2 separate regions of the Rattus norvegicus genome follow, and region 2 is linked to region 1. A link is a contact called in public Hi-C data. All regions are on one chromosome and are shown on one strand. Each heading gives the region's core, a stretch centred on a gene start, on an enhancer-like site or on the middle of the called end of the contact. The rest is flanking DNA. Distances are from core to core; before and after follow the strand shown. Region 1 has its middle 180 kb from the start of Lppos. Region 2 has its middle 89 kb from the start of Bcl6.

Region 1 (3,448 bases), core at 561-3,060:
CAGATATTCAAATCTGTGGCCTGTGCCCATTCTACCACTGGGCTGGGGAGTGGCTGCTGGTCCAGGCTGGCTTCCTAGACAGTTCAGACAAGGAGAATTAATGGTTAGGAATGAGGGCAAGATGAGATAAAGCTTGGAGTGGATGTCATGGAGGGACGAACTGAATGCTACATCTGTCTACTTCTTAAATTCTTCCTGACCCAAGACAAAGTAAAGGCCATCAGTTCTGGAATAGATCTGGGCACAAAATTAAGGTCTCTCTGTAGATGCCAGCCAATCACTGTATTGATAATTACATTCTTATGGAAGCAGTCACCTTTCTGAGGAAGGCATCTATGTGGAATGGCTCTAGATACCTGCTTTACATTTGCAGTGCGTCAAAACTGTAATATATCGAGGAAGCCAATTGGAAAATTCAGGTATAGCTTGGCAATGCATGTCTTATGGCCTGGCGTTATTCCGTGACATTGTTGAGGCTGGTCACAGCTGTCTATAGCATAAGGCATGAAGGTTGGAGGCAGGGGAGGTAGAGTAGCAGTTAAACAGATGCAGAGCTGGGCATGTGGAAAGTGGTGCCTGCTAGGGACTGAGGTCTATGATGACAGCAGGAAGGACAGCTCCAACGCCATTACATTACAGTCAGCGGAAGACTACCTCTTAGCTGGAGGTCGATAAGAAGGCTCAGTTCTGGGAAGAACCTGAATGCCCTCCCAGGAGGTTTTGTCTCTTCTGTTTATAATCTTTGCTTTTCCGTGTTTTGCATGTAGAGTTTCAGCAGTTCAAGATTAATTTCCTCTTGTGTAAAAAGAAAACCCAGTGGAGACTTGGGTGGTAGTATCAAGTTGGGATGGCAGACGCTCTTCCTCACCCACCATCCTAGGCTATGGAAGACAAACCTTGTTGTCATTCTCCATAACCCTCTGATCATGTGATACTCATGACCAAAATTTGTGCAGGTTATGTCGTGTGGGGATTTAATTCCCCGCACTCCCTCAGACTGTGGATGCTGGGTAGTGTCCTCATTTTAAATAAGTGTCAGGGGAAAGGTGTGAATCTCTGATGCTCTTCAAAGCCTGAACCTATATTGTTAAAGCTCATGAAATTGATTATGTTTTAAAATTTGAGACTGAGGGTAGCAGAGATGGCTCAAAGGTTAAGAGCACTTGTGATTCCAAAAGCTCCAATTTCAATTCCCAGCACCCACGTGGTAACTCACAACTGTCTGAAACTCCAGTTCCAGTGGCTCTATGGCCCTCTTCTGGCCTCTTTGGGCATCATGAATGCACATGAATGCATAGAGACACATATGTGGGTGAAACACATGTAACCTGAAAGTAATAAATATAAAAAAAATTCAAATAAAAATTGAGGCTGAATGTTGGTGATCCTTCAGCTACTGAAAATGTCCCAGAAATAAACATGACCCTCTGGCTACCGAGAATGAACCGGAAGTAAACAGAAGTTGCTATTCCTGAGGACAGAAGAATTAACCAGCTATAGCTGAGTTGTGGAACACTGCCTCCTGTGGCACAGATTGGAAAGGAACTCTCCAAAACAGAGGCCAAGGTTGTCAACACAGCAGGAGTGATTTGAGTATTCCCTTTAGAGAGTGACCACTCAGAGGGAGAGCCTTAGAGGGACCACCTAGTTGGCAAGCATCCTGAGGCATGAGGCAGCATGCTTCTGTTGAACTCCGAGTTTCATTCTAAGATGGCTCTCCCTAGTGACTGTATTTACCACTCACAGCTTACCATCTTGGCCCACAGCTGAAATGTTGGCAGAGCAAATGGTGCTGCGGTGGAGAAGCCAATGCTTGCTCATGCTTCCACCACTGGCTGAGCAGGTGGCTTCAGGAGTATCCCTTACTCTCCCCAGGGGCCCTGTCTAGTGAGCAGGTTTATTCTTCCAGTTTTTCCTTTAGCCAGCGAGGAGAATGCTAACAACTTGGAAATCTTGTTGAGCCTTGAAAGAATTCGAAAGCCTCGTTAGAGCTGGGAAAAAAATGTTTAATCTCATAGGTAGCAATGTGCTGTCTAGTCAGAAATTCCTAAAAGACTCAAGGTTGGGAGTACTAAGAAGGAGCCCCAGAAAGCATAGGAAACACAGCATGAACTTGGCATGGAGCCTTGTAGGCACCCTCCACATACTTTGGCTTCACCTGCCACTGGGGGTGATTAATACAAGGCCTACCACTCCTCTGGGCTTCCTGCCCTGCTGCTCCGGGTAGGACCTCTCCCAGCTTCATCCTTACTGGCCGCCTCCTCATTTTCTGTCTGGAACAACTGTGCATAATCCTTCTCTCCTTCCTGCCCCTGCCCAGAACTCCCACCTGCCCTTTCTGATTCAGTGCCAGCAGCTGGTCACTGAGCGAAGCCAAATGTGCTGAACAGATGTGTGCGACATTGGCTGGCACACTCAAGGAGGCTGTCAGCCTAGCCTAGGCCCAGGGAGGGCTTCCTATCAACTGGCTGATAGGGGCCATGTCAGAGGAAGGGCTGATGCTACAAGTAACTTGTGTCCCCTGGTCCTTCTTCCTGGCTTGCCATTCTTTCTTCCTCTTCCTCTTCCTCTTCCTCTTCCTCTTCCTCTTCCTCCTCCTCCTCTTCCTCCTCCTCCTCCTCCTCCTCCTCCTCCTCCTCTTCTTCTTCTTCTTCTTCTTCTTCTTCTTCTTCTTCTTCTTCTTCTTCTTCTTCTTCTTCTTCTTCTTCTTCTTCTTCCTCCTCTTCCTTCTCCTCCTTCTCCTTCTTCTCCTCCTTCTCCTCTCTCTCTCTCTATATATATATGTGTGTGTGTGTGTTATGATATATATAATATATAATAAATGATTTATTTATTTAATGTATATGAGTGCACTGTTGCTCTCTTCAGACACACCAGAAGAGGGCATCAGATCCCATTACAGATGGTTGTGTGCCACCATGTGGCTGTTGGGAATCGAACCCAGGACCTCTGGAAGAGCAGCCAGCGCTCTCAACCAGTGAGCCATCTCTCCAGCCCACCCCCACTCTCTTTTTTACTTCTTATTTTCATTCTATTTCTTTCTGACTCTTCCTCCTTAACCAAGCTCCTGAGCATGTTCTGGACGCCATTTTTAAAATGCAAAATGTAACACTTCGAAAGCATATTTCGAACTTGGTCCTTCCAGATGTATAAAAGACATTAACAATAAGCCAGAATAGATAGAGCTGGTCTTCAGCATGGCTCCCAGCCAACCTAGGATCTTAATGATATCCTTTCTTTCGTATCTTAGTCCCGGGCAAGCAAGAGTCATGGTGGTTCCCAAAAGCAGGCACCTTTGCAAGTGATCATGCTTGATTTTGTAAATGATTGGCTAGTTCTTCTCACTGCCACTCACCTAAGTGAGAATGGCTTAAGAACAGCAGTAGTTAAACCCGAGAGAGTCCTGAGACCATCAGAGCCCTGTGGAGACAGAAACATGGTTGAAAAT
Region 2 (3,448 bases), core at 286-2,785, 160 kb after region 1:
AGGTCACCAGTCAAATGGTAGAATGTAGATGAGAATAATCTAAGTTATGATCCAGTCAGAGAAGAGCCTAGCTATATGGCCAGGGTATCTGTAAATATATTTTGAGTCTGAGTCTTATTTCTGGGAGCATGAGCCTGGGAGGAAAAACTAGACCTAACTTCTACAAAGGAAAAAGCCGGGGTGCCTTAGGTGTGTGCAGGAGGCAAAATGGGAGAGCATTTCTCAGCCTGTCAGGAAGGGGTAAGTATTAGGGAAGACCCAGGCAGAGTATAAGAGCGCTGAGTAACAAGAGGCACTGAGCAGTAGGACACACTGGAGATCAGCCGCCCTCCATCAGGCTTCTGTTCCCACAGTCTAGAAGTGCCATTAACAAATCCTTCTTTAGAGGTGGGGACACCAAGGCTCAGAGTGGTCACACAGCTTGCTGAAGCCACATAGCCATCTAACATGACTCTTTTTTTCTGACCCCGGAGCCACATCTAACATACGATCTTCTTGCTCTTTGCCAGAAGTCGACAGCCAGCACCTGTTGTTGGGCACCGAGGGCGGGCTTACCAAAGCACTGGACAGGTGCGGGGAACCGAGAAGGGTGGAAAGGTTAGGAAGGGCCTTGGGGTGTCATGACTCTTGACCCACAGTGGGAAGCATTGACACCTAACTCGTGGGGTGCCGGGGCATCAGCGAAGGATTTTGAACAGGGAAGGAACGCACGCCACAGCTTTGTTTTAGGAAGCTGGGGCAGAGGCGAGCGTGCACCGTTGGCACAGAGAGCATATGGCAGCAGAAAGCAAGGGCGTGGCTTCAGATGGATGACGGGAGCAGATGAGACTCGGAATAGATGTCATTCTCACTACTGCTGTTGCAAATATTTGACCACTGACTAAATGCTTGACCTATGCCGATGTCATCCGATCCTCGCCAGAGCATCCATATCAGATCTCTCCCTCTGACGCTTCTTTCTCGCTGCTCATGACTCTCCATTTCTCTACGCTGAGTACTTTTCCTATTTGGGAACAAGACCTAAGACTCCTCCCTGAATATAAGAGGATCCAGGACTGAGAAAATGTAAGATCAAGGACTCTCAAATCCGTTTATTCTCTTACCCTGACAGCTGAGGAGGCTAAGGCCTGGAGACAATGAGTAGCTTGTTCCATCTAGGAAAGGATGGGAATACTGACCAGACGCAAGAGGGCTTTCTTGCACCAGTGCCAAGAGCCCACACTGGACTCGTAGACCAGGCCAGAGGCCCTGCAGCTGTGATGAGTGCCAGATGGCATCCCCATCACCAGGCTGCAGGGCGCCTGAGGACCCTGTGGTAAGCCATGGCTGGCAGCACCTCCTCCCTCTGGCTCTGTGGGTGCAAAAGGACTGAGTGAAGGGAGGGTATGCTGTGTAGGAATGTTGGTGCCTCAGCACTTAGTAGTGTGCATTACAGCTGCTCAGGGCCATCCCAGCACACAAGCTGAAGAGGCAGCTGCCACCTTCACCTTGTCAGAAACAAAACGACAAAACACGCTAGCCCAGGCAGCCAGCACAGGGAGCACAGAGGCAGTGGAGTCTGCTTGGAAAATGGCAGCATTACCCATAGAAAGAGGGACCAACCATGAGTTAGGAAGCCCCAGCTCACTTATGATTAGGTCCTGCTCTGTCCAACCATGAAGCCGTGAAGAGTCTCTTTAATCTGTTCATGGGATGCTCTTCTTTGCTCTCCTCAGCCTCAAAACAGTGTCTGGGGGTTAGTGTGAGGAGAGGAGAGTTGAGGAAAGAAAAGAAAGGGAGAGAGAGCAGAGGGTGGAGAAGGGAGGGCTGAGGACAGCAGGCCATTTGCAACTCAAAGGGTTCTGCTTATGCCATTGTTGGAATTAGTAACGTTAATGTTGGTGTGGTGATACAATTGTGCCTTTGCAAGGAATTTATTTGAAACCTGTATTGTCTTTGCCACTTCTCTATAAAGCTTAAAATACTTCAATAATGGTGACTCTTCCATTTTCTTTTATTGCCTTCTTGTTCATTCAAGAAGCCTGAGCAGGCACACTTCCCATACCCTAGGTCTGCAGGCCTCCGAAGAACCCGCCTCCTAGCAGGAAGACCTATGTTATTCCACAGCCTAAGCAGGGCAAAGATCTACTCTGCTAAGAGGGCTGAAGTCCTGGCAACAGAAAGCCCTGGTTTGGGTGGTCAGGGACCAAACAGGCCAATGTAGAGCTGTAGTGGAGATGAAATTCCAGTGGCTTTGGTGGAGATCAGGGGCTCACCAAACATATAGCCATAGAGGTGCCTGCCTAGGAGCAAGCCTCGAAGTATATTCGAGAGAGAAGGAAGCTGTGTAGCCATAGCAGTGTCCAATCATGCCAAGGTAGAGGGTCCAGGGGAAAGGAGTGGGGATCAAACCCAAAGAGGCAACATGGAAGCGAGCCTACGGGCTGTGAGAGCATTCAGAGACTTGGGATTTCCCTACAAGAGAAATGGGGCATCAGGGGAGGCCTGAGCAAAGGAATGACATGATCCAGGACATAGCTGAAGAGAGCCTGTGTTCCGCTACTGGATTATTCTTTGAGTTTGGCCAACTGCCTGGTTTCCTTCCCTGACCTCTGGGCTTCTGATTTAGGTTTGAGATTGAGAATTCTAGAATTCTAGAATCACAGAGGAACCCAAAACACCTCAGCTGAAAAGAACTCTGTAACCATGTTTTTAGAGAGAGGATTCTTCGCATCCCCCGTATTTTGTGTGTCTTTTCTAGTCCCATGAAGGCTAAGCTTCCACGGCTGCAGGCTTCTAACTTGTTCAAACGTTTTGTTCCACATGGTGATACCTGAGGCCTTGAAGCTGATTACAGCTCTCTCAGGAAATCAAAAGGACCCTGGGTCCTGATGTTAAACTCAAGTTAGTTGAGCATCAACTTAGGCCTAAGATCAGCAGGGGAAAATGTCTTCCCTGTAGACTCATGGGTTCCGGGTGCCAGCGGTAAGCCAAACTTATATCTACCCCTTTAGCGGGTCAGTGCAGACCTCCCAGCCTATCTCCACTTCCAGTGTGCTCATTCCAGGAAATTATGATCTGCTCTGGGGACAGACTACAGGCACTCTGAACCAAGGTTTCTCTCCCCGTGCATCAACAGCTTAACATATATCCACAAAGCAAACAGGCTCAGAGTACATGGTAGTCTGACCCACCAGGCTTTGGAGTTGAGATTCTTATAGAAAACAACCTTGGCTTCTTTGAGTTGAAGGCTCTTAGGGAGTAGTTATAAGGAATTGCCCAAAAAACTGCTTGGGAGTCTCTTCTAGAGATTACGGTCTCAGTGCCTGAAAGGGCCAGATAACAGACATATTAGATGGACCAGCTGAGGGGGAGAAAATGAGGACCGGTGAGGGGTGTGGTAAAAAGCCACGGGGTTTCTTTGCTGGAGATGCCACAACACAGCACAGGCAGGGCCATCTGAACAACA

What was found. A called contact is a pair of places that touch in the nucleus more often than the background predicts.
Region 2: a contact with region 1 is called in a Hi-C map of psoas muscle, with 1.6 times the contacts expected there. The contact joins two enhancer-like sites. A contact is called at or near these places in 2 of 12 Hi-C or Micro-C datasets (hepatocytes and psoas muscle) and 1 of 1 datasets of contacts at active chromatin or transcription factors (oligodendrocytes).

The regions. Positions count from the first base shown.
Region 1 is chr11:90,103,726-90,107,173 of GRCr8, forward strand. No RefSeq gene overlaps it. Among named protein-coding and RNA genes, the nearest start is that of Lppos, 180 kb to the left of the region's middle. Within about 2 kb of position 1,811, at least 4 of the 93 cell types and tissues checked have an H3K27ac peak or open chromatin away from gene starts, as enhancers often do.
Region 2 is chr11:90,268,461-90,271,908 of GRCr8, forward strand. No RefSeq gene overlaps it. Among named protein-coding and RNA genes, the nearest start is that of Bcl6, 89 kb to the right of the region's middle. Within about 2 kb of position 1,536, at least 14 of the 93 cell types and tissues checked have an H3K27ac peak or open chromatin away from gene starts, as enhancers often do.